6 separate regions of the Mus musculus genome follow, and regions 1, 2, 3, 4 and 6 are each linked to region 5. Evidence: chromatin contacts called from public HiCAR-type and promoter capture Hi-C data. All regions are on one chromosome and are shown on one strand. The core of a region is the stretch at or near the end of the contact, and the rest is flanking DNA. Distances in the headings are between cores, read along the strand shown.

The links. Promoter capture Hi-C pulls out the DNA fragments that hold promoters and counts their contacts. HiCAR-type assays count read pairs that join an accessible place to other places. Capture Hi-C pulls out chosen DNA fragments and counts their contacts.
Region 1: a promoter capture Hi-C map of adipose tissue shows a contact between it and region 5. The contact joins the promoter of Tmem266 here to the promoter of Cib2 in region 5. A contact is called at or near these places in 2 of 39 promoter capture datasets (cranial neural crest and liver), 1 of 115 datasets of contacts at active chromatin or transcription factors (pancreatic cancer cells) and 1 of 9 other capture datasets (adipose tissue).
Region 2: a contact with region 5 is called in a promoter capture Hi-C map of embryonic stem cells, with 4 times the contacts expected there. The contact joins the promoter of Elmod1 here to the promoter of Cib2 in region 5. A contact is called at or near these places in 4 of 39 promoter capture datasets (cranial neural crest, embryonic stem cells, hippocampal neurons and 1 more), 1 of 484 Hi-C or Micro-C datasets (Th1 cells) and 1 of 115 datasets of contacts at active chromatin or transcription factors (stem cell-derived neural progenitor cells).
Region 3: a promoter capture Hi-C map of liver shows a contact between it and region 5, with 2.2 times the contacts expected there. The contact joins the promoter of Acat1 here to the promoter of Cib2 in region 5.
Region 4: a contact with region 5 is called in a promoter capture Hi-C map of stem cell-derived epiblast-like cells, with 3 times the contacts expected there. The contact joins the promoter of Cul5 here to the promoter of Cib2 in region 5. A contact is called at or near these places in 10 of 39 promoter capture datasets (the 3T3-L1 cell line, embryonic stem cells, hippocampal neurons and 5 more), 1 of 484 Hi-C or Micro-C datasets (muscle stem cells), 2 of 115 datasets of contacts at active chromatin or transcription factors (astrocytes and bone marrow-derived macrophages) and 1 of 9 other capture datasets (adipose tissue).
Region 6: a HiCAR-type map of astrocytes shows a contact between it and region 5, with 2.4 times the contacts expected there. The contact joins the promoter of Rab39 here to the promoter of Cib2 in region 5. A contact is called at or near these places in 5 of 39 promoter capture datasets (embryonic stem cells, hematopoietic stem and progenitor cells, liver and 2 more) and 1 of 115 datasets of contacts at active chromatin or transcription factors (astrocytes).

The regions. Positions count from the first base shown.
Region 1 is chr9:55,324,105-55,329,197 of GRCm38.p6, reverse strand. Tmem266 (transmembrane protein 266) reads right to left here and starts at 2,285. Exons shown (of 11, transcript NM_172923.4): 1 at 2,198-2,285.
Region 2 is chr9:53,973,128-53,977,933 of GRCm38.p6, reverse strand. It overlaps Elmod1 (ELMO/CED-12 domain containing 1), which reads left to right and starts at 2,633. Exons shown (of 11, transcript NM_177769.4): 1 at 2,633-2,909.
Region 3 is chr9:53,608,700-53,613,781 of GRCm38.p6, reverse strand. It overlaps Acat1 (acetyl-Coenzyme A acetyltransferase 1), which reads left to right and starts at 3,432. Exons shown (of 12, transcript NM_144784.3): 1 at 3,432-3,569. The coding sequence starts at 3,507.
Region 4 is chr9:53,664,781-53,669,433 of GRCm38.p6, reverse strand. It overlaps Cul5 (cullin 5), which reads left to right and starts at 1,927. Exons shown (of 19, transcript NM_027807.4): 1 at 1,927-2,396. The coding sequence starts at 2,373. It overlaps Gm16124 (predicted gene 16124), which reads right to left and starts at 2,341. Exons shown (of 2, transcript NR_166653.1): 1 at 2,079-2,341.
Region 5 is chr9:54,558,182-54,563,309 of GRCm38.p6, reverse strand. Cib2 (calcium and integrin binding family member 2) reads left to right here and starts at 3,120. Exons shown (of 6, transcript NM_019686.6): 1 at 3,120-3,342. The coding sequence starts at 3,292.
Region 6 is chr9:53,702,983-53,707,932 of GRCm38.p6, reverse strand. Rab39 (RAB39, member RAS oncogene family) reads left to right here and starts at 1,701. Exons shown (of 2, transcript NM_175562.3): 1 at 1,701-2,044. The coding sequence starts at 1,818.

The sequences.
Region 1 (5,093 bases), core at 1,036-3,535, 770 kb before region 5:
ACTTACTGTTATCTATCATAGCCAGTGTGTGCATCATTAAAAGCTGTGTCTTCCATATGATGTGCTTTCCAGTTAATTCTCTAAGTTCAACCATACCTTTCTCACTACTAGCTCCATTGCACAGCCTGAGTATAAAATCTAGCAACTCTGTTAGGTGAATTTTCCATTCACAAAACTATAACAGCTTGTAAGTCCATGAAAACTGCTACAAATGTGTAACCAAGTCCAACACCTGAGCTGTAAGAATGCACTTGTGAAAAGAGAGATTACATATATGTGTGTGTGTGTGTGTGTGTGTGTGTATGTATGTATATATATCTCCATAGTTAAATGGATACATTCTAAGAGCTTTTAGTGAATAGTTGCCATGGTTGTAGACACCAGACTGTGCCACATGGCTGACATGGAGTCATTTACCCCCTCATAGCACCCACAAGTGTGACAAGACAGTGGAGTGACGACCAGCAGTGACAACAAGAGATGGTGCTCAAACAGGTAGGGCAGGGCGAGGGTGTGAAGAGTACGCCAGCACCCACATGATCTGTAGGTACTTTGTGGGTTTAAACTGAACATAATTGATTATGTGAGGTAGTTTTAATGCAGGATGCCTTGGACCCTGTGTTTAAAAATAGGCTCAGTGTCACCACAAAAGAAATTACACGCGGTGCCACTCATGAACACCAGTTTCTCATCTTGGAAAGCCACAAAATTGGTACGGGATCTGTGAAATGGAAAATTGCATCAGGGCCTATGCGCTCACACGTGAACCCGATCTTAATGAAAAGACGGATGGGGTAGCAACACTGAAGTTGAATGCTGAGCCCCCAGCGTCCTGCAATCTGCAATCGGGTGTGATGCAGATGAACTGGATCTTTACCCTGCTCCTGACTGAGCGACCTTGGGTAAGTCAGTTAACCCCTTAAGTGCCAGCTTCTTCATCTCCAACACAGAGATGACAGCCTTGCAGTGAAGACCCAAGGAAATGAGCCACAAATGGCGTTTAGCTCAGCACTGGGTCCCTACAAGTACATCTCCTGGTTTAATGTGGTACCACAGTCCAGCTGCTGGACCCCCACAGCTTGCGAGTCATTTTCATTTTGTGCTTCCGGCTCTTTCTGTTCTTTTCACTATATTATTCCTGGGGGAGGGCCATAGGGAGCAGTTACATACAGTCCACTTTCCCCACTCTTCTTCACAGCCAAGTTAAAGCTAGGGAAATAGATAATATACCCTGAAGAGAAACCCAGTGCTTAGAATATGGTGATGTATGTATATGGAATATAAGTAAATCATATTTCAGTCTAAACTATATAATGGAAAAAATGAGAATTTATTTCAAAAGAAAGAATTGGCAGGCAACACATTTAAAGAGGATAGAATGGGGTCTTACGGACCTCATTATTTCAGTATTGGTGACTATGAAACAGAATGGAGTATGGGGTCTGACTTCCAACAGGTGGCTAGCTTTAATCGGCTTCAGATGCAAAACCGCGATGAGTCTGAGTAAGCAAGACTCAGATGCTCAATTCAAGGCCTCCTATTAACAATTTAGAAAGAATTTCTTTCCTGGGTTTAAACCTCCCTGGCAAGTTAGCAAGCAGGGAACTGTCTGCACCTGTCCTCGGAACAGTACGCCAGGCTGACATGAAACCCTCCATCCTTTCCAGACCGTCCATCCTGCCGCTGGGGCACCTAGCGACAAACCGGGGAAGCCCACTAGGAAGTGGTCACGACCAGCAAAGCCACAAACCCCTAGGGTGTGGGATTTCCACCTCTACACCACGTCTGAAAACCGAAAATAGGCGTCCACTTGCTATACTGCAATGGGATTCCCCTTAGAAGCAAACCTCCCGCACCCCCAGCTTTCATGTTTTATTAATAAATGCAAGATGGCACACAGAGGCAAAGAATAGGAGGGAAGGCATCCGCAGCTGGACCCGAACCAGGACAGTTTGCAAAAATAAATAAGAAGCATGTGACAAGCAGATCCCCAGTCTGGATCTGAAGACCCCGTGCTCCCCAGAGGATGGTCGTCCGGCTCCCCAGCCCGGGACATGAAGGTCAGCTGCAGGATCCTAGTCCTCCAGGGCAGTCACCCTGCAAACCACGATCCGGCCCCTACCTTTGCCTCCCTCACCCGCCCGCCCGGGCCACAGCCGGGGAAGCCCCGGCGGCTGCCGGCTGCAAGAACACGTACCTGCTGCCGGAGCTCAGGATTCGCTCTGCTCTGCAGCGCCGGGCCCGCGCTCCCGCTCCCGGGGCTCCCCTCTCCGCCCCCCCACCCCCCCGCCCCCTCGCGGCCCCGCCGCTCCCTCCGCCCCTCCGCCCACCCCGCTCGAGCGCGCGCGCACGCGCTTTCGGGACGGCGGCTCTCCCGGGCCCGCGCCTGCGCTCTCGCTGCCCGCTCCCGCTCCCGCTCGCGCGTTCCGGAGGCTGCAGAGGGGCCGCGCGGCTGTCTAGGAAACTGCGACCAGCGGGGGCCGCGTGTGGGCAGTCACCCCCGGCGAAGGGCAAGCGGGCCTCGTGGCGCGGGTGACAGGGGGCAGGAGCTCGAAGCGGAGGCTGGCTGGTGCGGCCGAGGGCGGGCGGGCGCCTGCGGTCCCACGGTACCGCCCTGGGTGCGTTTTCACACACTGTGCTGTGAGTAGCGGCGCGCAGTGTCCTCCGAGGTTTCTGCCTGCCGCCCCTGGTGTGTGCATTGCCCCAAGGAGCCTTTGAAGGCATTGCCCACCCCTCGGTGGTCCCCATCACATTCTCACGTGACAGATACACTGTGCGTGTTGGTCATGTATTGTAAATGAAGAGTTTTCTGCCCTTGAAGCGCCTGTCCCGATTGAGAATGCCTAGAGTAGACAGAGTGACTGAGCAATCTGGGGGTTTAAAAAAAAAAAAAAAAAGCCTCACGTGTGAAAAGGAAAAAAAAAAAAAGCTTACTGCTGTGAACAGTTTTTAAAAACAGTTTTTTAAAAATAGCCGCTTTCCTTTGGGGTTTTGGCCTTCTTATGTTAGATACTTTAAAGATCGGAAACCCTTCTTTCTCTAGGGCACAAAGTTCCTGAGTGACTTTGGGGTTCTCCCCCATTGGCTTCCCCTCCAGAATAATCACTATTTGGTTAGGTTCACGTGGCCTTCAGGAACGCCTGCGACTTTCTTGCCTTCTCTTCCACTAGCAAAACGGTAGAAATTAGAATTGAAAGCTTTAAAACCCAGACCATACATAGAACCGCCTGAAGGGCTCGGATCGGTTTTTTAATAGATACAGAAATGTCTAGACAAGGAATGTACATGGAAAAGTATGTCTTTGTTTAGTCCTCACCTACCAACATTTCTTAACCATCTGTAATGTCTAATTTCGGGGGGCAGGGGGTCCTTGGAGAAAACAGTTGTAGAAGTTATTTGGCTTGACAGGATTTCCCCCTACTGGTTCTAGGCATAAATAGACTGGAAAGTAGAAATGCTGTCCTCCCTCCATACTACCTCCCCGTGACCCCCCATTTAGTAGAACTACACTTAAGTTTCCTTAAGGGCTTTGAACAGCATTCATGACAGTGTTTCGCTGGTTAGCCATCTGGCAAAACATTGAGATACAAAGATTTCCTGAATTAGACTCCAATAACAAGCACAAACAATAATCCCTGGAATTAATGAGATTGCATGAAACTAATCACTCCCCACCCCTACCCCATGTGCCAGAAAATCAAGAGGGAGGAGACAGACTACCCTACCGAATGGGAGACATTGTTGGAAAGAAAGAAAAGAAAGAAAAAAGAAAGAAAACTCTCTCTCTCTCTCTCTCTCTCTCTCTCTCTCTCTCTCTCTCTCTCTGTGTGTGTGTGTGTGTGTGTTGTTAGTGGCTGAATCCACTCCAAGAGTTGTCTCCACTAGATTAGCCTGTAGACATAGATTGATGTTGAAGGGTCCAGCTGTGCCTTCCCACACTGTGGGCGGTGCCACCATTGGGTAGGTGGTCCTCCTTACTATAAGAAAGCAGGCTATTCAAGCTAGCAAGCAGTGTTCTCCCACTGCCTCTGCATCAGGTCTTGGCTTTGCTCAATGATGGACTCTAAACTGTAAGTCAAAGAAAGGCTAATTAAAGAAAACTCTAATTAAATATTAAGAGTAGTGCAAGTATTTTCAGGGAGAAAAATTAGACTACATCCATTTATCCAGAAACTTTGTATTCTAATACATTTTTTTTTCTTTTAAGTGTAAGTGTTAAAGATGTTACTTGAAGATATTACTTTAAAACGTTACTTACAATGTCACTTTAGGGTAACATTTTTTTCTACCATGGTTATCTAAGAGGAACTAGAGAGGAACACAAGGACATCTTTTGCCATTTCGTTCTGGCTTGTTTGGTTTTGCAGCACTGGCGATTGAATCCTGGCCTCATTTGTGCTACCCAAGGGTTCTGCCACTCAGCTGTATGCCCAGTTACACGTGTCTTTTCTCTCTCTACCCTTCCCGGAAACCCTATGGAAATTAAAAAAATCCCCTAACATTTGCAACTTGTCAGCTCTATGCTTCCCCCTGGTGGTGTGTCACTACCACAACACATGCCCGAATTAAAATCCTGATTTCTTTAGGGTGTTGAAACCTTAGCTCGATGATATTCACTCACACACACAAACTCGTGCACACGGGGGAGGAGGACTGGGGACATAGCGACAAGATGTCGCTCTACTTTCTCTAATGTTGCCTGTTCTTCTTCTCATATACACCAAATCCTGAGATCCAGAGAAGGATTACCACACTGCTCTAAAACTGAAACCCACAGCAGGCGTCTCACTATTGCTATTCAGCTTGCTCGGTCTTCATGAATCAGTAACAAACACTTGTTTAGAGTCAGATTGTGGAGCCTCTCAAGCGCATTGCAATCTAATTTCCAGAAGATTGACTTGGGAATTTTGGCTCTAACTGCCTCAGGCGATCAGTGCTGATAGCGGAGGTTGGGAACTCCTCCAGCTCCAAACAGCACAGGTGTTGCTTCAATTTGTGGCAGGTGAGGAATGGGAGGGAGGCCTTTCTGTGCACGTGGAAAGGAGTTACAGAGCGTCAAGAAAACACGCTAAAATGCAGGATGGAAGAGACTG
Region 2 (4,806 bases), core at 1,384-3,883, 580 kb after region 5:
AGCCTGAGGAGATGACAGAACACAACAGCTTCTAATTCTGCCCCAGCCTCTTCAGCTCTCCTCTGTGACTCTGCATACAGATCCTCCTCTGTGGACTCTTTATGCATTATTTGTAAAAGATAATTCACATGGTCTCAATCTCTTCGCTGTTGATTGCATGGTAAACTTTTGATCAAGTTTGGGGTTTTATGGGTTTTTTTGTTTGTTTGTTTTGTCTGTTTGTTTTTCCTGAGACAAGGTCTAACTAAATATATAACCCTGGAACTCTCTATGTAGAACAGGCTGGCCACCAACCCATAGCAATCTGGCTGCTTCGGCCTTCCAGGTGCTGGGTGTAAAGGTGTGCATCACACTTGGCTGCTGCTTCCTTCCTTCCTTCCTTCCTTCCTTCCTTCCTTCTTTCCTTCCTTTCTTCTTCTTCTTCTTCTTCTTCTTCTTCTTCTTCTTCTTCTTCTTCTTCTTCTTCTTCTTCTTCTTCTTCTTCTTCTCCTCCTCCTCCTCCTCCTCCTCCTCCTCCTTCTCCTTCCCCTTCTCCTTCTCCTCCTTCTCCTTCTCCTTCTTCTTCCTCTTCTTCCTCTTCTTCTTCTTTCTTCTTCTTCTTCTTTTCTAAATCCAAAAGTAACTCAAAACCCAGAAGAAAAAAAAGTAAATTTGTGGCTAATGGAAAAATCCATAGACCAGGCAAGGGCCAAGTTAAGTGTCATGATTGTGGAATTTATTCCACGGTTACTAGGAAGACCTGTTAAAAAGAATGTGGTCGGAAGGCCCAGCATTCCTGTAGTCGGTAAACTCACTGAGGATCCCCCACCCACTAGTCATCTGCTAAGTTCTTTAATAAAAAGATGAATGAGATCTAACCCTGGAGGTGCCCACATTATACAGTGTCAAAGTGGTTAGTCATTAGTCATCATGGACACCCATAATCAAACAAGCTTCAGGAGAGCTGGTTCTTAAGCTCAGACAACAACAGGATCGAGCGAAATACTTACACAATCCAGACAGCAGGAAGGTGCAATGAGTCAAATGATATATTTTGGAGAATAACTATTTCTGTAAATACAGATAATACATGAGAAGAGACTCATGAGATTTGGGAATCTCGGTTGACTTTGGCCATTTAACAAATACTGTTCCTCCAATTAGATAATAGATACAATACAACTGCTCTGTCTCCCACAACACACGCCTCCTACTCATTACTTGGGATGGCAAGTTCTTCCTACAAATAATTTGAGATTAGAACAGTTTTAGCTGATGGAATCAAATGAAAGGGGGAAAAAATCAATGGTTTAACAACAGACTAGCAAGGACCCACACATTTTGGTTAGCCTGAGGCCATTATTAATATTATTATCCATTGTTTCAGAGATAAGTCAAGTCTCGGTAGATTCATTTGATGGGTAACACAAAGTCAAAAACAACTTGACCTTTATTCTTGATAATACTCTCCATTTTAGGTATTTGTTGCCTTTCTCTGGTTTTGTGATTGTTATTGGACTCACTATGTAGACCAAGCTGCCCTCAAATTCAGGAAATCCACCTGCCTCTGCTTCCCAAGTGCTGCCGCCATTCTGGCTTGCCTGTCGTTTTCAACAGATTGTAAATTCTCTGAGGAGAAAAACCTGTCTGTCTTATTTGTTGTTGTTTTCTCAGCACATTGTTCCGTGCCTGCACAAAACAGTTGGCTTGGTTGTTTGACCTTCTTATACAGCAGTAACCAACTCTACTATGTGACAGCAGCGTGTCCAGATGATCTCTGACAGCCAGGCATTAACTTGTATTGCAGCCACGTTTCAGAGAAGGTAACATTGATCACAGAGAGTGAGTAGGTCGTCATGAAGGGGAACGGAAAGGGTAAGGTAAACCAGAAGATCGGAACACCACGAGCAAAATCAAAGCCTTTTGAAGAAGTCAGTTTCCCTGTGTTGTTCGGAAACTCTTATCTATGAAGACGTTCTACATAAAACCGAAAATAGGACTGAGGAAGGGTGTGGGTGTTCGGGAGTTCAGCCATTCCACTGCAAGAAGGCAGTGTTCCCCCCAAATAATTGCAGACCAGGATATCTATAATTTATCCCATTATACTTAAACTTGTAATGAGCTGTTGTTTATGAAACCCTCGATGAAACACAGGCCTGGGCCAGGGAAGACCCACCGGGGCTCTCAGTTACACCTAATTAAAGAACTGGCTCTTTGACAACTTCACCTGACCTGTCCAAGAATCAAGAGAGGAAGGGGATGCCTGGGGGGAGTCAGAACACACAGGAAAGCAAGTGAGGGTTGGGTATCTGAATTGGGAGGAGGTAAAAAAACAAATAAACTAAAAACAAACTTTGCCTTCTGGATAATCCACCTCAGAGGAACTGGAGAACATTCCTTGCCCTAGATTCTTCAGGAATCCCACTGACAGGTCTTCCCAGGTTCACAACCCTGGACTTCTTTAGGGGTGGTCGACTCTGACTCCTGCACAGTTAAACTAGGCCACTGCGGCCAAGTGCGCAGTTTTAACCCTTTCTTCCCACATTCTGGCGCGGGGGCCTGAGCTCACTCCTCCCCGCCGCGCCCGCGCCCCGGGGTTCCGCGACTGAGCATGCTCAGTAGCCGCCAGCGTCTTGCTCCCAGGGAAACCTCTGCACGCCCTCCCCAGCTGCTCTCGGTCGCCTCCTCTCTGCCCGCTGCCCAGGGTGCAACCCGGCTTGCAGGGCTCCACGCGACCCAGATTCCCGCCCCGCCCCCGCCCCTCCCGCGCCCGCAGCCAGTGCGGCAGCCGCGGCCGCCTCTGTCCAGCATCCGCTCGGGGACCAGCCGCGGCGATCACGGTCGCTAGTGCGTAGCAGGAGCGAAGGCGGAGATGGAGACCACACTGTTGCGATCCCAGAGCTGCTGAGCCCACCACTGTCTCTGCTCCGGTGAGTCGCGACCCTAGAGGAGCCAAGGGTGAATGCCCTTGGAAAAAAGAGAGGTGGCAGCTGACCTGTGTGTGTAGGGTACAAAATAAATGGGGACAGTGAGGGGACGTGAATGAAAGTGCGCACTACCTGGGTGCCGGAGCGCCCGAGTCACCCAAGACTAAATCCTCTTTCTCATCGTGAGCCGGGAAATAACAACCCGCGGCGCTGCGGGTCAGCGCTGGAAGCTGTTTGCGTCCCTGGGGCGCAGGTCGCCTAGCGACTGAACGCCACTGCTGGTGCTTAGGGAGGAATCCCAAGCGGGAACAAAGAGCGGCCTGGCTGGGGCAAGTGGAGGGTCCTGGCCCCTAAGGAGCCCTCTGTCCTGCCGGTCAGGCCCCGGGGCGGTGCCAGGCGGCAGAGTGGCAGAGCTGTAAACCAGAGGTCTCTGAGCCTCCACCCTGAGCCAGGTCTGCAGGGCTGGCGAGCGCACCTCCTTCTACTCCAGGAAACTCCACTCTTGGAGCATCTCCTGGGCAGGTGCAATTGAACAGGCGGGCGGAGAGCAGCCGTGAGGAGCTGTTAAAACAGGAACAGTGGAGCGAGGTGTGCTGTTTTTCCTAGTGCCTTTATTTCCAAGTGTGGGCACCAACTGCTCCCCCTCGTCGTGTTTCTGCTCAACCTCTAAGTGGCGAGTCCGGTAACAGACCTTATGAATATTTCAGAAACGACCTCACAGACTCGCTCGCTTCAGATCAAGTTTAATGAATATGTGTGTAAGCCTTTCTGCCCCGCACAAACAGATGGAAGCCCAGGCCACTGCTTGGAGCTCTCCAAATTTCATCTCTTTCTTCCCCACCAACAGAGAAAAAGACGTCGCAAATCCCCGCAAGCCTTAGACTGGTGTCATAAATTGGGGCTGTCATTTGGAGAGACCGATTTTAGGCAGCCACCCAGGCTTTGTTCTGCATCTCAGCAGTGTGTGCATGTTGTGTCGGTCGCTTGACAACCGTCCTTAACTGCTATTGCCAATATGGTGGAAAGCAGGTAGTAGCATGCCTACATTGGAATAAACGTCATAGTTCCTTGTTGTCTTATGACAACACGGAGTAACAACAGTCTTGGTCATTCTCTCCCTAGAAGTTTCATTTGAGATCAATCTGGTTGAAATTTTGCCAAAGGCACACATTTTTGTTTTTCCTCACCCTTAGGAGATATTTCTTCTTACCCTCTCTTATGGGAAAAGATGAGTGCTTTCTCTGTAAGACATTGAGGTTAAAAACAGCAAAATAATGTTTTATTTCAGGGCACTTTTTGGATTGTAGCAGACTTACGCTTTGAACTACGTAACTCGTGTTGCGCCATCACAATTAACCAGTAAACTGACACACTGCCTAGTTGTCAGTATCCTAAGGTGGATTTACAGACAGTCAGCTCCCCCGGCCCAACCCCAGGTGTGTGGGAGACACATAGGTAATCTTGACCCATCTATAAGGAATTCTTTTGTTGGCCAAGAACTCAAGCCTTCTTGTGAAGAATAAGAGAGACAGTAATTCTCTCTTGCAAGTCTGCACACACAAGGAGGAGGCGGAGGGGCTTCAGTTTGCATACTTAGGCTTCATATTTAGGAAAGGTCCTTCCTACAGAGACCTACCGCAGTTACATCACAGGCTCCACCTCCGCCTGCCAGGCTGCTTCTCCCAGTCGGAGGTCAGTGTGTGTTGCTGTGTTCAATTAATGAAGATTTAAAAAAAAAACTGAAATGAAAATTTGCTCCTTTTCTCTATTGTGTCTTGCTGATTCAACTAAAACATATATGAATGCTAGCTTTCCAAGAGATTTTGACACCAGCGTCACATGTCTGTGCTATTGTGCTGAAAAATCATTGATAGGTGGTATTATAAAGGAATTCCATTTC
Region 3 (5,082 bases), core at 2,183-4,682, 950 kb after region 5:
AGCTCAGAGTCCTCCTTAGCTATATAAAGAGTTGGAAACCAGCTTATACTACAAGATGATGAAAACAAAGCTAAAGGGCTGGCAGGGTGGCTCAGTGGGTAAAGGCATTTGATGTGAAGCTTGGTGACCGGTCTTCAGTCCTCACGGCCTGTGTAAAAGTGGGGAAGAGAATCCACCCTACACAGTTATCATCTGACTCCACAAATGCTCTGCAGCACGTGTGTTACAAAGGCTAACCATAATATAAACTTAGTTGGTTTTGGAAAATGGAATTTATGGGTAGAAGACCTGTCTATTTGTACATAAAGTCACTACTAAAGACTATAAAGGTAACACCTCTCGCCAAACAACAGAATCCTGGTAAGATCTAGTGTGCTAGACTAAGATGTTAATCTATTTGTTTTTGTGAGAAATAGATTTCTACATAGTCCTGGCTGTTCTAGAGCCCACTATGTGCACTCTGCCTCCTGAGGGCTGGGATAAAATTTGTGTGCTGCAACACCTGGCTTAAGGTTTGATTTTTGTTTTTGTTTTTTCACAAAATTTTGAGGGGCTTGTGACCGAACAGTTAAGAACATTTGCTGCCTTTTCATAGGTTTGAGTCTCAGCATCCACCTGGTGGCTCACAACTTTATGTAACTCCAGTTTCAAGGGTCCCTTTTCTTCCTCTGTGCCCACCAGGCATACATTTGGAGGATAGATATGCATGCAGGCAAAAACACTCATACATAACTTTTTTTTTTTTAAATCACAGGGCTCTCAAATAATGGTGAGCTTCAAGGTCTTAGAAAAATAGCAATATCAGAACCACAAAAATCAGGGCAGAAATTAAATGGAGAAGCTTGACACGCTTAGACTCCCAGTATGGCGGAGCCTGAGGCAGTAATAATATCACTGCAAGGTCAAAGCTAGCCTGGACTACAGTGAGTTCCAGGCCAATTAGGGCCTTGAGACAAAACCTTGTCTCAGAAAAAAGCCAACCCCCCCCCCCCAAATCTAATGGCTGTAAACAAAGAACCAATGCAATAGCTTTTTGGGGGAAAAAAAAAAAAAAAAAACAAGAATGACAACCTCCAGCTGAATTAGCCAAAATACAAAAATACAAATTAATAAAATTAGAGCAGAAAAAAATTACAATGAACATTAGCGTCTCGACCACTTTGAATCCTTATATTCCATCAAATTTGAAAATCTAGAAAAAATAAATTTATAGGCAATTATAGCCTGCTAAAACTAAAAAGAACACACATAACAATGAGATTGAAGTAGTAAGTAAGATGATTTTTGTGTCTGATAGCTGTGGCTGTCCTGGAACTCTGATCAACCTGCCTTTGCCCCCCAAATGCTGTGATTAAAGGTGTTCACCACCATGCCCAGCACAGATGGCTCAGTGGGTGAAGGACCTTGCTACCAATCCTGTCACCTGAGTTTGATCCCAGGGCCCTATGTTATGAAGAGAGAGCGTCTACTCCAGCGAGTGTTCTGACCTCCACATTCACGCTGTGGGACATTCATCCCTCCTTTGCCAATTACATTCCAAAACAAACAGACAAGCCAAAACTACCCCAACAAAACAAAAACCATGTTGAAGATGTGTAGGCTTCTTATAGAAGCCCATCCCAAAGCTTTGCCAATCACCCAAGACATTTTGATATAGTGAGTATCTTAATGAGGAAGGCACACCCCCACCATGCAAGGAAACGGTAGGCTTCATAGTGAAGAGATAGCTTAGTATACTTGCCTAGATTATATGAAGACCTGGGATCAATACCCACCTCTGTTGCCAGCAATCTAAAGGTGGACATTGGAGGAGTAGAACTTCAAGGTCATCTTTGACTACCTAGTGGGATTGAGTGCATCCTAGGCTACATGAGACTCTAACTTGAAAAACAAAACAAAAGTGGGGCTTATGGTTCAGCAGTTAAAAATACTATCAGCTCTTAGAAAGGACCTGGGTTCAGCTCTCAGAACACAACAGACAGTTCCCAACTACCTACAACTTCAGTTTTAGGAGTTTTGACGCCCTCTACTGTCCTCTTCAGGCGCCTGTATGCACTTGGTGCAGATACACAAAGGTGCATATACACATACACACACTTTACCCCAAAAGGGTCTGGGAAGATGATTCAGTGTGCAAAGTGTTTGCATCACAAGAAAGCGTTTAGAGCATCATCCATGTAAAGAGCTAGGCGTGGTGGCCCTTGATTGTAGCCCCAGTTCCATGGATGGGTGGATAGGGTTGAAGGAGTAGAGATGGTGGCTTATTAGCCAGCCATTCTAGTGCAAGGAGAGATAGACCCTGTCTCACAAAACAAACAAAAACAAAACAAAACAAAAAACACCAAACAAAAAGCAGCAGAGAGTCTCAGAGGGAGTTATCTGAGGTTTACCCTTGGCCTACACAGGAGTGCACACAATTACATGAAACAAGTCGACTTGAAGTAAATTGTTCAATTTGTATGTTGTGCCTTTTGTTTTACATCAAGGAAAATTAATGTCACAAGCAGAAAGATCTGCTATCCCCAACTGAAGATTCAAAGTCAGCAAATGGCCTGGCATAGTGCTTTTAATACCAGCACTAGGGAGGCAAAGACAGAAAGATCTCTGTGAGCTCAAGACCATCCTGGTCTACATAGTGAATTCCAGGATAGCCAGAGCTACACCGTGGGACCCTATCTAAAAACTAACCAAACAAAACCTAAGCAAAACAATCCTCCAACTAGCCTTAGCAATGGGTTACACAAATGTGAGAATTATCATGTAATATCAGTTAATGCACTGTTTCTGTTTTGTTTTAATTATTTGGAGACAGGGTCTCCGTCTGTAGTTTTAGTTGTTCAGGGACTCGCTATGTGGACCAGGCTGGCGTCGAACTCATAGAGATCCACCTGCCTCTTTCCTGAGTGTGTCCCATCACACCCAGCCTGCGGGGAGTTTCTTTGAAAGTTGATGTAATCTTATTATTACTCAGTGAAGTTTAGATAGTAATATGTATTTTACTTAGCATCCTACAGAAAAACAACTTCAACATTCTTTTAACGTAAGAAATTGGTTTATTTGTATTATAAATGAATATAATGGGAATTGCTGGAAACATTTACCAACATCCTTTGTCTGGGTAATACAGTCACCTGATCAGGCACGGCAAAGTGAATGGAAAGTCTCGGACTGCACGAAAACTACAGGCATCTGGAGGCAGAAACAACTGGCATCAACAATCAACAGTTTAGCGTGCACCACCTAGGTGTCAAGCCACGTGGTCATTAGTCCTTTTTTTTTTTTTTTTTTTTTTTTTTTTTTGGTCCAGGAGAGCCTCAGCTCAGTCCTCGGGCCAAGCGCCAGGCCCCGCCCTCTGGCTACGGGCCAATCGCCGCCAAGCGCAGCGATCTTGGACTGCTATTGGAGGAGAGGGTCGGGGCGGTGCCCGCCACGACGTCGCAAGCTCTGCGGTGGGGAAGTGGAGGCCGCGGCGCGTCTCTCTGCCCTTGACAGCCTTTCGCGTCTCCATGGCTGCCCTGGTGGCTCTGCACGGCGTCGTCCGCAGGCCTCTGCTTCGCGGGCTGCTGCAGGTGAGCAGGGTCGATTCCGGGGGTGGGCCGGGATCGGGGAGCCCACCAGCCGCCCGCGAGGTCCGTCCTCGTGGGCCACAGCGCTCAGCACCAGCGCCTTGGGGATCGAGTGCCTGCGCCGTCGTGTGTCAGTCCACCTGTCAGTCTGTGCTACTGTCACGCTCCGCATCAGCTGTGCAGCAAAGCTTGGGCCTGACCAGGCGCGATCCCAGACTGCAGAGAGCTGAGTCTCTCTGTAGGCCCAGGAGTTTCTAAGACGTTTTTGTGACCTTGTGATTTCCTTTTCCTTGTTTTTTTGTTTGATTGGTTTGAGTTTTGGGGTTTGGTTTGTATTTTGTTCCACTGGTTTTTCTGTGGAACCCTTGCTGCCCTGGAACGCTCTCTCTCTCTCTCTCTCTCTCTCTCTCTCTCTCTCTCTCTCTCAAGATCAGGCTGGCTTCGAGCTCATTGGTCTTCCTCCACCTGCAGAGTGCTGGGATTAAAGGCATGAACCACCACCTGGCTAATCATTGGTTTAATTAATTGTCTTAATCAGAGCTCAGGCACTATATGGCAATCAGAAGATTGTCTTAAAACTAACAAGATGGCTACTGAGACAGTACAAGAAATAATTTTTATTTGAAGTGAGTGCCTCGCTTCTGATGGTTGTGTTCGGCGAACACTTTGTACTTTCCAAAGGTGACATTCTAGACTTTGTCGGTCAGTCTTTAAGAGTCTGGAGTTAGGTTTGCGTGGTTTTGTTTCTGAGAAAATCAGGGTTCGCCGAAACGGGTAGTTCTGGCAATAGGAGCTGAAAGAGAGCATTGCTCTGCAAGAGATTGTGAAAGAATAATTGAGGGCCCGAGGCTTGGAGCTGGAAGCTGAGGGCAAACAAACTATAAAATGAATCTTACTTGAGTTGCTGCTCGGGCAAGAGGAGCTTGAGATCAAGGATTTCAACCCACGTGGGCAATTTGGAGATACCCAGTCTCCGAAAGATAAAAAAACAATAAGTACTGGGTGACTGCAGTAATAGGAAAGCCAGAGGGATAGTCTATTTTCTCATCTGGAGATGGGCAGAACCTCACTCGTAAAATAAGTGTTCCCGGGGCTGGAGAGATGGCTCTGTGGTTAAGAGCACTGACTGTTCTTCCAAAGGTCCTGAGTTCAATTCCCAGCAACCACATGGTGCCTCACAACCATCTGTAAAAAAAGGAATCTGATGCCTTCTTCTGGTGTGTCTGAAGACAGCTACAGTGTACTCATATGCATAAAAAAAAAAAAGTGTTCCCAAGAAAGACTCGTGTGCCTTTTTCCTTCTGACCCTTCCTTCTCCTCCCCTCCCTTTTCTTGCCTCTCTCCCCGCCCCAGCCCCACTCTCCTTCCTCCCCCTCCCCACCATTACTATTACTCTCTTTCTAGTGGTTTTGCTAACTAGGTCATCTGACTTTGAACTCCTCACTCCCCTACCTCAGCCTCTGGATTATCTGGAATTGAAAGAGTAGCCATCATGCCCAGAGGAGTTCTGGATGAG
Region 4 (4,653 bases), core at 678-3,177, 890 kb after region 5:
AATGTATGGAATCAGCTGAGGTGGTGGCAAACTCTAATCCCAGCACTCAGGAGACAGAGGCAGGCAGATCTCCGAGTTCAAGGCCATCCTGTTTAAAGAGCGAGTTCCAGGAGAGTCAGAGCTACACAGAGAAATCTTTCTGTTGTGAAAAACAACAGAACAAAACCAAAAATGAATAGAATCATGTCTTGTTTGTTTGTTTGTTTTGTGTTTTTTGAGGCAGGGTTTCTCTGTGTAGCCCTGGCTGGCCTTGAACTCAGAAATCCACCTGCCTCTGCCTCCCAAGTGCTGGGATTAAAGGCGAGCGGCACCACACCCGGTTTTGTCATTTTTATTTTTTTAATGGACTATGATACCCTTTTTATTTTATTTTATTTTTAATGTATGTGAGTATACTGGGCCATCTCTCTAGCCTTTACATTTAATTTTTGCCATAGCACTATGCTATAGATGTTTTAATACTAATTTCACAAACAAGATAACTAAGGCCCATTGTGAAGTAGCAGATTTTTTTTTTAAGATTTATTTATTTTATGCATATGGGTACGCTGTAGCCGTCTTCAGACACACCAGAAGAGGGCATTGGATCCCATTACAGATGGTTGTGAGCCACCATGTGGTTGCTGGGAATTGAACTGAGGACCTATGGAAGAGCAGTCAGTGCTCTTAACCACTGAGCTATCTCTTCAGTCCTAAAGTAGCAAATCTTAACTCACTTTAAGTGCTATATTGTTTAGATAGGGGTCTCACTTTATAGCTCTAATTGGCCTGGAACTTAAGAGTGTGCTAGGATTAAAGGCATGCTCCACCACACCCAGCACGAAGCAGATATAAAGAACTCTTGGCCTTTTCCGAGGGAGGCGTATACCTATAATCCCACCAGTCACTCTGGAGGCAGAGGCAGGCAGAACTCTAGAGTTCTAGGTCAACTTGGTCTACATACAGAATTCCTGGCCATCCAAGAATACATAGAAAGTCTTCTTTAAACATAGCTACCTGGAATGCTTGGGGCAAAAGGAGTTTTCAGGCATAATATATGAAATAAAATCCTTCAGAGTGGAGCCTGAAAGTCTGCTTTTCTAAGTAGCACCCCAGGTTATATTAATATAAAGAATGCACTAGCAACGTTTGAGAAACTTTTGTTTTCTTGGGTTTTTTGACCTAGCTGTTCTGAAACTTGCTCTGTAGACCAGGCTGTCCCCAATCTTACGGAGATCCTCTTGCCTCTGCTTTGAGTACTGAGACTAAAATTGTTGGACAGTGAGAGATGAGTTTCAAAGAAACAAATTTGATACCAGGTGGTGGTTTCCCACACCTTTAATCCCAACACTTGGGAGGCAGAGGCACCTACCTCCACTCTCCGAGTTCAAGACCAGCCTGGTCTACAGATGGCGTTTCAGTACAGCCAGGGCTACATAGAGAAACTGTCAAAAACCAATCCAACCAACCAACCAAGCAACTAAAACCCCCAAAGGGTAGTATTAGGAACTTGCATAATGCATTAAATAACAGCTAACCTGAGAGATCCCTGTATAAATTACATTCTCTTCCCTTGATCAGAGATTCGTGATCAGAAGCGATGCAATTTGGAGAAAATACTATAGGGTGCTCTAGGATATGTCTTAAGGAACCCAAGATTAACAATCACTTCTTGAACAAGCAGGGTTTTTTTTTTTGTTTATAGGAATAACAGTACGTTTGTGCATCATTTATTAATTGACTGGGCGCCTTCTCTCAGTCAGCATTTCCTGAGGACAGCAGTAAGAAGCCTTCCAGGCTAATCTAATCCTGAGCTCTGAATAGCCATTCCGATCTGGGGCGAGCGCGTGAGGGCTGCGCCGGCTCCAGCCAGCAGAGGGCGCGCTCGCACCCTCCGCGCGGGCCTCGGGACCCAGTGGCTTGCTGTCGCCTGGGTTGCTCCCGAGCACGCCCCCGCCCGCCGCGTCACGTGACGCCGCCACGGACCCTGAGGTGCGGGCCCTAAGCCGAGATAAAGTCGTTGCCGGCGGCCCAAGCGGGTGCAAGCCCAGCGGCAGAAGCGAAGGCGAGCTGGGGAGGCCCGAGGAAGTGGCTACTACCTCTTCCCGGTCTGGTCGGCTCCCGGTCCCTTCCCACCATTCGCCGCTCGCGTCTCCTCAAGCGTTTGCATGCGCTCTCTCGCGTGGGCAGGCCGGGGTGACCATGTAGCTGGAAAGCCCGAGGAAGCACGGCTGCCCGGGACGAGCTCGGCGCTGACGGCACGCCGCTCCGGCGTCCCCCGCATCCCCCGCCGCGGCCTGCGGGGTCCTGCTGGGAACCCCGGCCTCTCGAGGAGGCCTGGCCCCGAGCGCCGCCAAGTCTCGCCCCGTCTCGCGAGAGTCCAAGTTGAGAACATGGCGACGTCTAATCTGTTAAAGGTAAGTCCCCCCGGCTGCAGCCGGGCTTTTGCCCGGCCATCGATGCGCTCGGCTCCCGGGGAAGGACCGGGCTCCGTGGGAGCGGCAAGATGTGTATGAGGAGAGCGGTTCGGGGTTGTCCACCGGAATGAGCCGGGGTGGCTGTTGCCCGAGCACCCCGACGCCGGGCCCTGGCCTCGGGGGTCCAGAGGACCTGGTGGGTTCCTCCCGCCGGCTCACCGACTCGCAGCGATGCTTTCAAGGGACCAACCCCGGCTGGGAGCGAGAGCAGTGTCGCTGGGCCGCACCAACCCATCATTGTGACTCTTGGGGCCCGTCCCTTCTGAATGGAGTGTCAAAGACATAATAGGGGAAAAAAATCCCAGCAAAATGCTGCCTAGCAGGTTTCAATGGCTGGTCCCCCCATGCTCCCCCAACCCCATTCCTTAATTTCTGTTCGCACTCTGCAGGAACTGTGAGTTAGACAGCAGTGCCTGCCTGCCACTTCACCTCTTTCCTCCCTTCTCTGAATGTCACACCTTCCCACCAGTTCTCTCACGCCTGGCCGTCTATTTCCACCTTTTCTCTGTCCCTTGAGGAACTGTCTCCCAATCCTGACCTCCCTTATAGGACATCGATGGCACCCGATCAAGTGCTGCTGTCCATCCTTTTAGGGTGTAGAAAAGTTTTCATTTAAAGAAAGCATTGAAAAGTTGTAAATGCCAGGAGAGTCCCAGGGCGAGCAGGTTATGTAGAATCATCTCTAAAAAAATGAGGATTGAGGAAGACAATTGAGGCGAGTTTGTGTTTTTTAGTAAGAATTCTGACCTGAACTTACTAACTGAAATATGGGACTAGTGATTACCTGAGGGGACATAAACACTATGTTCGCAGGCTGTGTGAATTAATAATAATAATAATAGATAATAATAGATAATGCTCCCTCCCCCCTAAAAAAGGGTCTCATTGGACCCGTCTTGCCAGAACTTGCTGTGTAACCTAGCTGGCCTTGAAGTCACAGAAATCCATTGTCTACACTGAGGCTGAGGGGAATGAAAAGGCCTACCTGACCCAGCTAGGAGTAAAGATAACTAGGATGATTTTTAAAGCTCTGCATTCCAATATGGTAGCACATACCTTTAGTCCCAACGCTCTTTTTTTTTTTTTTTTAAGATTTATTTAAGTATATGAGTACACTGTAGCTGTACAGATGGTTGTGAGCCACCATGTGGTTGCTGGGATTTGATCTCAGGACCTAGGAAGAGCAGTTAGTGCTCTTAACCACTGAGCCATCTCACCAGCCCTAGTCCCAACATTTTTGAAGCTGAGGCAGGCTGATCTCTGAATCCAGGCCAGTCAGGGCTGTCATTAGAGCCTGACTCAAAGCAAGAGAGAAAAAGAAGTACTGTAACTTCATGACAATATACTGGAAAGACCAGTAACCAACTGAGTGAAGTCAGATGCCAGAAATAGGAATTTTCAAAAAGATCTTTGTAGCTTTACCTGATCTTGGTACTCACTGTGTAGACCAGGCTGCTCTTGAACTTAAGAGAGGATTCTGGGTGTTCCCCACAAGGCCTGGCTGATAGTCTGATTTTCTATAGCTAGTACTGTTGTAATATGAAGGACATAATAAACAGACATTTGATTCTGTTATCTCTACATTGTCAAACATTTACCTATTTTAGTTGTTGGAACTTTTGGGGAGAGGGATTCCAAATACTCATATTTTGAAAAGTACTAATCATAAAATGGGGAGACTGAAGTTTGTCTTTGGAATATGTGAGGACCAGCCAGGGTCTGTCTATGATTTAATATATGGGATTATTAAATTCAGGGCTGTTACTACCTTGAGTAGCTATAGAGCTTACTGGGGAGTGGCCAAATTAGCATATTTTTTGTTGGACTAGTATATTGGCTTATTTGAGAAATGCCTTGGACTTATGCAAGTAGATTTTACCAAAGAGAGAATTAGCATGTCCATCGGTCAGACAAGAGTAGTGTGAGTCAGTCCCAGATCTACCAGCTGTACCTGACACATGCTGAATAATGAGCCCGAGCCCCTTCAGGGGGAAAATCTCAGCTTGCTTGTGACTTCCAGAAAGGTGGTTTTTTTGTTTTGTCTCATTTGTTTGGGGTTAGGTTGTTTTGTTTTTATAGTTGACAGAATTCAGAGAAATAACTACTAGTACATTTGAGAAAATAAGATTAGAAACTTTATGAAATTTCTAAGAATCTGATGCAATAAGATCTGCTTTTATATTGGCATTTTATTTTA
Region 5 (5,128 bases), core at 1,871-4,370:
AGATATCCCCTCCCCCGACACCATACCGCTCCTCCACCAAACATACACCTTCCTCTCTTTCTTTTCTTTTTTTATAAAACACAACAGGCAGGATCTAAAGTGAGGGGCAGAAGCACCTTCTGGTGGGTGACTAGGATCCACACAATCCTCTTCACCAAGGAGGATGGCAGAGAGCAAAAGGGAAGGGGAAATTCCAAGTGAACACCATGATAATGTCTCCTTGTCCGTTCCTGGGACTTGAGGGATTTTGCAAGCTGTGTTTTCTGAATGTCCATCTGTCAATAGACTGTGCACATCTTCCATCAAGGCACCTGAAGCATTAAGTAAGATGAGCCCCTACTTGTTCCCAAGAGTAGAAGTGCCATTACAGTTGAAGAGGAGAATGCAAGAAATATATGTATATGTATGTGTATATATATAGCCAACATATACTATATTGGTATTTAGAATATATAGTACTGATCACTACACTCTTCAGCTATACTTCTCAGTTAGGTGTTTGGCACCAAACTAAAGTAGGAAGAAATCCTCAAAAAGCTCAGATGAAGCTCCTAATAGACTTTAAACAAGATTTAAAGGGACCTTTTAGCTCTGTGTGTGTGTGTGTGTGTGTGTGTGTGTGTGTGTGTGTGTGTGTATGTATGCATGTATGTATATGTATTCATCTCTCTTTACCAGTTGTACTACCTGCTCAGAAACAACAGGCTGAGGTAGGAGGGTTGTGAACTCAAAGCTAGCCCGATCTACATGGCAAAGCTCTTTCTCAGAAAAACAAACAAAATGCCTAGAACAACCACCACCAAACAAACAAGTAAAAAACCTGTTATGTAGAATCTTGTTTCAATGATTATAGCAACAAAAACTAGACTGCATATCATATATCTTCTCAGTCAAGCTTTAATTACAAGAAAAAGGTGTGAGGCTGGAGAGATGGCTTCCAGAGGACCCAAGTTCAGTTCCAGCTCCCATAGCAGGCCTTCAAAACTACCTGTCACTCTATCTCCAGTGGATTTGGTGGCCTCTTCTGACCGCCCCAGGCACTGTACTTATGTGCACATACACACACACCTACACACACACACACCTACACACACACATATGATGTATGTAAACATATATACACATATATAATTATATATAATTTAAAAATAATAATAATTTTAAAAAGAAGTAAAGGTTTTGTTGAAGAAGTAACAGCACTCAGGGCTGGAGAGTGAGATGGCTCAGCTGTTAAGAGCATTTACTGCTCTTTCAGAAGATCTGACATATCTGCCAGCTTATAGCAGTCTGTAACTCCAGCTCTAGAGACTGTAACATCCTTTTCTGGTCTCCACTGGCTTTCACCTACACATGGCAGGCATATAGATGTAACATACATAAAAATAAATCTTAGAAAAAAAAAAAGGCCTGGTGAGATGGCTCAGTGGTTAAAAGCACTGACTGCTTTTCCAGAGGTTCTGAGTTCAATTCCCAGCAACCACATGGTGGCTCACAGCCATCTGTAATGGGATCTGATGCCTTCTTCTGGTGTGTCTAATGACAGCAACAGTGCACTTATTTATAATAATAAATAAATCTTTGGGCCAGATTGAGCAGAGACTGAGCTAGCAGGGCCAACCTGAGCAGCAGAGGTCCTAAATTCAATTCCCAACAACCACATAAAGGCTCACAACCATCTGTACAGCTACAGTGTACTCATATACATAAAATAAATTAATAAATAAATCTTAAAAAAAAAAGAGGGCTGGAGTGATGGCTCAGCAGTTAAGAGCACTGACTACTCTTCCAGAGGTTCTGAGTTCAATTCCTAGAAACCACATGGTGTCTCACAACCATCTGTAATGGGATCTGATGCCCTCTTCTGGTGTGTCTGAAGAGAGCAATGGTGTACTCATTAAAAAAAAAAAAAAAAAAAAAAGAGTAGAACAACACGGCCCCAAAGTGATGTAAGCCAGGCAAAACTGGACAATACTGGTATGTCGCTTTTGTTTGTTTTTTTTTTTGGTGGTGCTAGGGACTGAACCCAGGGCCTCATGAATGTTAGGCTAGCTCTCTGCCACTACACTATTTCTCAGCTAAATTGCTTTTAGTTACTATATTCTGTTTTCTGAGATATAGTCTCATGTACTACAAGTTGGCCTGAATCAGCTAAGGATAACCCTGAACTTCTGATCTTCCTGCCTCTGTCTCGAGGGCTGGGATTACAGGAGACCATACTCATGTAGCTAATCTCAGTTTTGGCAGCCCATGATGGACTTGCCTCCCAGCGGAGCCACCAGGAGCCTTTGACTCAGGTTTCATGCAGCCCAGCTGTCCCAAGAATAGACAGTAAGGACAACTCCATTGCTAGTAGCCTTCCTTGTGGGCCACTGATAGGTCCCAGAGTTGCCAGGACTCCTGAACTTCCGTGTGTCTGGAGGGCTTTTCCTAGCGGTCACCTTGATGGGGCGGCTGAAGATAGCCAATCGTTTAGGAGGGTATTGGTTAACCTCCTCTACCCTGCCTGCATTATTAAATTTCGTGAAGGCCTCACTTAGCAGAGTGGATGTAGGGAGTGATCTAGTTACTTTCCTTAAGGTCTTGAACCAACTGAGTAGTGTAACCTATTGTTACCAGAGCCCATTCCTCTGCTGAGGTAGAGTTTGCTTCGTCTGTTTCCTTTTTTAAAAAGTTATTTTATGATTTGAGTGTTTGACTGCGTGTATGTCGGCTTTTTGAGGATGGACCTGACTTGGGTAATCCCGCAAGCTCAACAACACACCTATTCTCAGTCTAGGATCAGAGGCCGGAGGATTGTGCCTGTTCTACCACACTAATCCATGGGATTTTCAGGCTCACAATCGCCAGGACCGACCCGGGGTGCCAGTCAGTGTGCTGGTTGGAACGGGAGGCGCACTCAGTGTCCAGTAGTCAGGCGGCCCTATGAGGCCACCGCTTGGCCACCTCAGTGTGCTGCAGCAGCATAGACTGAGCAGGCCTCTGTCTCCAGGGAGAAGTCACCTCTCGGGCCCCGCCTCCTTCCACCAGGCTGCGCCTCCGCCCCAATCCGGCCCCCGCCCCCGCCTAGGCCCGCCCCGCCCCCGGCCCCGCCTTTGCCTCCCAGCCCCTGCACCCCTCCCACTGAACTGCGGGACCCAGCGGAGCGGGCCAGGCTAGGCTGGCGACGCTGCCCGCTCCCGGGCTGGCAAGGGCCGCGGGCACCGGGCTCGGGGCTCCAGACGCCGCCGATGGGAAGCAGCACTCGAAAGGGCGAGAGACGACGCCGCGGCCACCCATACCATCGCGGTCACCATGGGGAACAAGCAGACCATCTTCACTGAAGAGCAGCTGGACAACTACCAGGTGAAGCCGGCGCGCCGCGGCCCCTGTAGTCCTCCTTTTTGTCCTTTTCCCAGGCCTCGCAAAAGCGGACTCACAGAGGTTCAAACCCTGCCGCTACCTTCAGCGCGCAGCGTCGCCTTAGGTGGATGACTTCCCCTTGACGAGCCTCAGTTTCCCAGGCCCGGGAATGTTAGAACATTCCAGTTAGAGTATTCTGTCAGATGCGCCTCACCCACCCCGTCTTCTCTTCCTTATTGACCTTCTTTCTGCCCTCCCAAGCTAGACCCCAGTCATTTCTTCCAGCCCACTGGGCATGACCCTCATCCCAGAAAGGGCTTGGTGTAGGGGGAGGACAAGAGGCCCCAAATGCAGGTTACAGGTTGGGGTGTGTTGTTTATATAACTACGTACCCACATCTCTTAACCTATTTTGTGATCCTAGTAGCCCTTTCACCCCGGATTCTTCCAAGTTCAGAGCTAGCTGTCCATATCAATGATCTCACAGCCCCCAGCCATGTGAAAACTTTTCTGTAGGTATGCGAGGGAACCTTATCTCCGGGCTGGCCCAGAGTCTTGCTCAGTTGCTTTAGCTCACCATGTAATGTCTCCGGACTTTCAGGGAACAACAGCTGTGGAGTCTTCTTTTTATCGCCTAATAGGTTAGGAGTGTTATGTCATATGTATTCCTATCTTAGATGTGTGCAACTTTTGTGAATATTCAGTTAGCGTGGAGCGGTTACCTCCAGTGTGACCCAAGTGATAGGATATGTATTGAGAAGAGCTCTAGTGGACAGGGGAGGTCAATAGCTCTTGGTTTGACTAGAAGGTTCAGAAAGAGTGCAGAGCTTGCATGAGGACTTGGGAAGTCAGGATTTTTTTTTCTGCCAGAAAGTTCTGGAAGGAGGCGTTTTAAGTGGAGGTAGATGCAGGCAAAATAGCCCAAACCCAGGAGAGAAGAGTGGTCTGGGGAGAGTGGGGAGCCTGCATCCCCATTAGGACCAGCCCGGCATTGGGTCAGACCCAGTCCAGTGTTGAGTTCTGATCCTTTGCCAGGGCCCAGCTAGACCCTGCCAGGGGAAGGAGAGCCATGAAACACGAGAGCCCCACATCTCCTTTCCTCTGGCTCTCTAGCATGCCCAACCCGGGCCGCATGGGGGCCCCAGGGTTACATTCCCTTTTCCAAGTAACTCTGGGCTTCCTGGAACTTCGCAGTCTGGTGGTCTTCCCTCCCTGAGGCCAGATGCCCGGTTTCCTGCTCGCCAGATGCCCCTGCAAGATGCCCAAAGTTTCGGCTACCGCCCTGGCCACGTATGTGCATGGCACACTCCTCTCTCATCCTCTCACGTGCCTACGCAGGGCTCGCTGCCCCCCCCCCCCCCCGTCCGCCATCCCAATGCTATGCTTCAGCCCATGCCTTCAGTTAAGAACTAGCCCCACATATGACTCAGCCTTCTTTGCATCTCACCTTGAGATCCCCTCATCCATCTCAAGACTGTGACCCTGGCCAGCCCTCCAAAGCCTCCTGGGGACAGAGGTCTAACTGGAGCTTCCTGGTCCTGTGGTCTTCTCTTTTGTCCCTCTTCTCTTCATTCTCTCCTTCCATCCCCCACTTCCTCTTCCCTCCTTCCTTCATCCTTCTATCAAGAGACAGCATATGCCTCACTAGAGTTGGGATGTCTGTGTACTAGCCAGGCCCCTATAGGAAGCCCTAAGAAGCCATCCATCAGGCCTGAACAAGTGAACAGACATAAACACTGTGCCCGCTCTAGCAGGGAGTTTTCTAACACAGGTACAGACGCCTTCTCTCC
Region 6 (4,950 bases), core at 452-2,951, 850 kb after region 5:
TGAATACGTGAAAAGGAACAAGATGGTGGAAGCAAAGAAACATCACCGAGGGGGTTCTGATTAATTAGCTTTAGGACTGAGAACACTCAAATATGGTTGTAGGCAGAGGAGTAGAAACTAATAGTAGAGCCAGGTGGTGGTGGTGGTGGTGGTGCACTCTTTTAAGCCCAGCGCTAGGGATGCAGAGGCAGGCGGATCTTTGTGAGTTCGAGACCAATCTGGTTGACAACACTAGTTCTAGGATAGCCAGGGGTACATAAAAAACCCTGTCTCAACAAAACAAAAATAATAAATAAATAAACAGGAAGGAGGGAGGAAGAAAGAGGGGGAAGGAAGGAAGGAAGGAAAGTAGGAAGGAAGGAAGGAAGGAAGGAAGGAAGGAAGGAAGGAAGGAAGGAAGAACAATTGTAGAAGGGAGACAAGATACATACCACATAAAATAAAGATTGACTAATTGCAGACAGGGGCCTAAAGATGCATGGCAGAGGAAAGAAGAGTTCTCTGAAAGTCACGCTTCTTCCTCCAAAACAAAGAAAGGAATTAAGGATGAGTGTGATAGTTAGATGTTGCAAGAAAAGAATGAAATGGTTGGCAAGAAATTTGCACAGTCCTAGCTGTCCTGGAACTCACTCTGTAGACCAGGCTGGTCTTGAACTGAGAAATCCATCTGCCTCTGTCCTCTGTGTAGCTGACACAGAGAGTTACAGGATATAATCTTAAACTTCTGATCCTCGAGCCCCATGTGGTGGAATAATAACCGTGGGCCACCATATTTGTTTTATGCGGAGTTGGGGACTAAACCCAGGGTTTCATGTTGCTAGGCAACTCTACCACCTGGGGGCTACATCCCAGTCCAGAAGAGAACACAGTAAGGTCTCACCAACATTTAAATTACGCTTCGTTTATTAGGTCTTTGGTCATACGCAAGCAGAGGGCAGCTATAGACCGAGAATAATGATGACTCGTATGAGCTTCTCAACATTTTAAGTTTTTCCCAGGCTGAAGGGCCCCAACGAGCATAGGGCTAGAACCATCCTGAAAACGCTGTGGCAAACAGCAACAGGCAATCCTTAACAGAAACTATCAGAACTAGTTCTGCAAATTTGTTTTCTTCAGAGGAAACTGTCAACTGGAATCTTCTGAGAACCCGGACACCACGAATCCACATACAGAAGCCTGACTGACTTTCAAAACTAGGGTCTTAGTCTGAAGAGAGCCTTCGCAGATGCGTGAGAGAAAATGACTCTCACTTCCCATTGGCTGACCTTTCTGGAGTTTAGCCCTTGAGTACATTTTCATTGGTTGCTATTGCTGTCACATCCTTTCGCCACACCCATTCCTTGTCCATTTCCAGCAAGATCTGCACTAGAATACGCTAAGGTCGTCTAGAGTTCTGCTACTTCCCTATCCCCTCAGCCGACGCTCTCGCCGCGCCCCTCTAGTTAGAGGCCCCGCCCCCGCACGACCAATGACCCGCCTCTACAACGTCAGTTCCCTCCCCTTACAGCTGGGGCCCGGCCCCCTGCCCGACGCAGCTGCTCTGCAAGTTAGGTTCCCGCCCCCAACTCACGATCACACCCCTACCTACGGTCCCTTCCAAACTCGTGGCCCCGCCCTCACTCTCAAGCCCCACCCCAATCAGACCAAGTCCACGCCCCCTGCCCGCGGCCCCGCCCCTCCTTCCCCAGAGGGCGGCTACCAGGCGGCGGCCGCAGCCGCAGGAAGATGCTGGAAGCGGGCGGGCGCGCGCCGCGTAGGTGCTGAAGGGACAGTTCCTTAGGCAGAACTTGCTCCTGAGCGCACGGGGCACGTAGGCGATGGAGACTATTTGGATCTATCAGTTCCGCCTTATTGTGATCGGAGACTCCACGGTGGGCAAGTCGTGCCTTCTGCACCGCTTCACCCAGGGCCGCTTCCCAGGGCTGCACTCCCCCGCCTGCGACCCCACAGTCGGCGTGGACTTCTTCTCGCGCCTGCTGGAGATTGAGCCGGGCAAGAGGATCAAGCTGCAGCTCTGGGACACGGCGGGGCAGGAGCGCTTCAGGTAGGGAGGCACCCGCCACAGGCTCTCGAAAGTGCTAGCGCTCGGTGCTCGCTTCCCCTTCGCCCCTCCCCTTCCAGGGGCGACTTCCTCCTCCGCAGTTTCTTCTTTCTTTAGTGCGGATTTCCTGCGCCCCCTTTCTGTCTCCTTTCCTGTCCGAATCAGGGTCGCCGGTCTTTCCCAGCTCTGTCTGCTCCTCTTGGCCGTTTGGGTCCCTTTGGCTCCACCGCTGCCTTCTCCCCAAACTCGACTTCGCTCGCCGTTCACACACACCCTGCCTCAGCCACCCTCCTCCTAGCACCTCCTCCAAGCCTTGACCAAGCCTCTTTCAGGCCCGGGAAATATGCCAAGTGGGGTTCCCAGGTCTGTGAAAAATCTTTAGTTCTCAGCAAGCAGAATTCCAGACGGGGTTCCAGCCCTCGGAACGGTTCACAGAGAGATGCATGCGGTAATGGTTTAAACATCTGAAAGCACCGAGTGTGGTCATCAGAAAATTCTGGGCCATGACCCTCGGGAGTAGGTCTTGGAAAACAACTAAATGCAACATCGGAGTCACTGAGACAACTAAGGGTGTGTGTTTGCATTTATAGGGTGAAGTTTCCTTTAAAAGTTTGTCACCTTTGACGCTTTGGTGTGAAAAAGATAATACTGAGGGTTGTCTGCAACCCTTCCTTTATTTCACTGATGGATTCGTAACATTCTGTATGTGACAACAGAAGAAAGCACTTTTCTAAATGGGGAGAGAGTCAGTCTCAAGTAAATAGTCTCATTCTGGTTGTTTACTGGGGAACCTGAAAGATTGTATAAAGTCGACTGGCCTTACAGAAAAAAAGTAAATGAAACTGAATTCCTTGGATAGTTGAGATTAAATCACATTTAAAGCGTATTTCCAGTTTTTGAGATCGAAGAGTACTTTGTTCTAGAGCAAAGTAAGAAAGCTGATAATGTAGGGAATTGTTTCTTTAAAAATCATATGATCGGGGCTGATGAGATGGCTTAGTAGGTAGAGATGGCTTAGAGCGCACTGACTGTTCTTCATTCTGAAGGTCCTGAGTTCAAATCCCAGCAACCACATGGTGGCTCACAACCATCCCTAATGAGATCTGATGCCCTCTTCTGGTGTGTCTAAAGATGGCTACAGTGTATTTACATATAATAAAAAAAATAAATCTTTTTTTAAAAATCACATGATCAATTGGAACTCTTGTAGGCAAGCATTTTTATATCTCTCAACAAGTACTTTTGCTTGTGAAATAAAGAACTCCGTTAAGGAACTTAACAAATGTGGCTTGCCCTCATTCAGCCAGCATCCATTCCAAGAGAGTTCAGCCTACATGTGTAAAGTGTTCAACATTCAGAAGTTTGGCTTCTAGTCAGAGTGTGATAGGACAAGCCTTTAATCCCATCACTCGGGAGGCAGAGACAGGCAGATATCTCTGTGGTCTCAAAAAAAAAAAAAAAAAAAAAGTGAGCCGGGTGTGGTGGCAGACGCCTTTAATCCCAGCACTCGGGAGGCTGAGGCAGGTGGATTTCTGAGTTCAAGGCCAGCCTGGTGGTTTTGTTTGTTTGTTTGTTTTTTTATTTCCATTCCTGGGTCTGACAATGATTCCTCGGGTACACAGAGATAACAAGGGATGTGATGCATGGTAAGGCCAGCTTCCAGAGCGGTGCTAAAGGTCATGGACTGTTTAGAATTCCATGAAGACATTGTCGTTTCCTTTTCAGTTGGCCTCCTTTGATTGAAGCAGTTTTGGTTTTTTCTTTAAAACTTGTGCTCCATCTGTAAAATGAAGACATTTTTATGATTTCTAAGACTTCTTCCGGTTCAATCACTCGTGAAATCCTTTACTGAGTCTTCCATTTGTGATCTTAATCAGAGATGATCTTGGCGATATTTCAAGGTCCGGAGGGGGAGAAAAAGCATTTACTAAGAGCGTTTGCTTTACCCTTTAAAGATAGTAAAATCTTCCTCTGTCTATTTACTTAAAAGTAATTCCTCACCCTATCGACAGGAAGGTGAAGGATAATTAATTTGCTAGAATGTAAACCTTTGCTAATTGAGGGTTTTGTAATGGCTTTGAGAAGAATCTAAATAGCAATTCATTTTATGTATACATTATTAAAACCACCCAATAATGCAAGGACAGTTAGAGAACATTTATGATGAGTCATACTTTGCTTAGTTTGGCTCTTTACCAATGATATATTCATATAAATACATATTTCAGTAGCTACCTACAGTAGTTGCCTTTCTAGCATTTAGCAGAATGCCTCACCATAAAACGGTATTCAGAACAACTGATGTTAAGTCATCCCATGGCTTCTAGAAAACGAAGACATTTGCTTTGAATCGTGGATCTCCTTCAAGGGTACTTGAAGATATATGTCTGTCATTACAGTCGTAACCTGAGGAATTTGTGGGAAATATTATATTAGGTTTACTGGTGATTAGACATAAAGAAAAAAGGAACTTACCTTAGGGAGCTTATGAGATAGTTTGAAATATATTACAGAACAATGAAGTGATTATCAGATAATTATCACCATTAGTTTTACTTTATAGTATTTAAATTAGCATTCTGGTGGGTTTTAACTACCAGCATAACAAAGAAGGAACAAGATCAGGTGGGCATTGTGATACTTGCCTATCATTCAGAGATTGAAGTAGGAAGTTCATAAGTTCAAGGCCAGCCCAGGCTACACAACCAGACTTGGTCTCAAAAGAGAACATTACTGGGCATGGTGATGCAATCCTTTAGTCCCAGCACTTTGGAAGCAGAGGCAAACAAGTCTCTGACTTACAGGCCAGTCTTGTCTACACAGAGAGTTGCAGGCCAACCAAATGCTACATAGTGAGACTCTTTCTAAGAAAAATAGAAGAATAAAATCGGAGTATTGATTTGATTTGA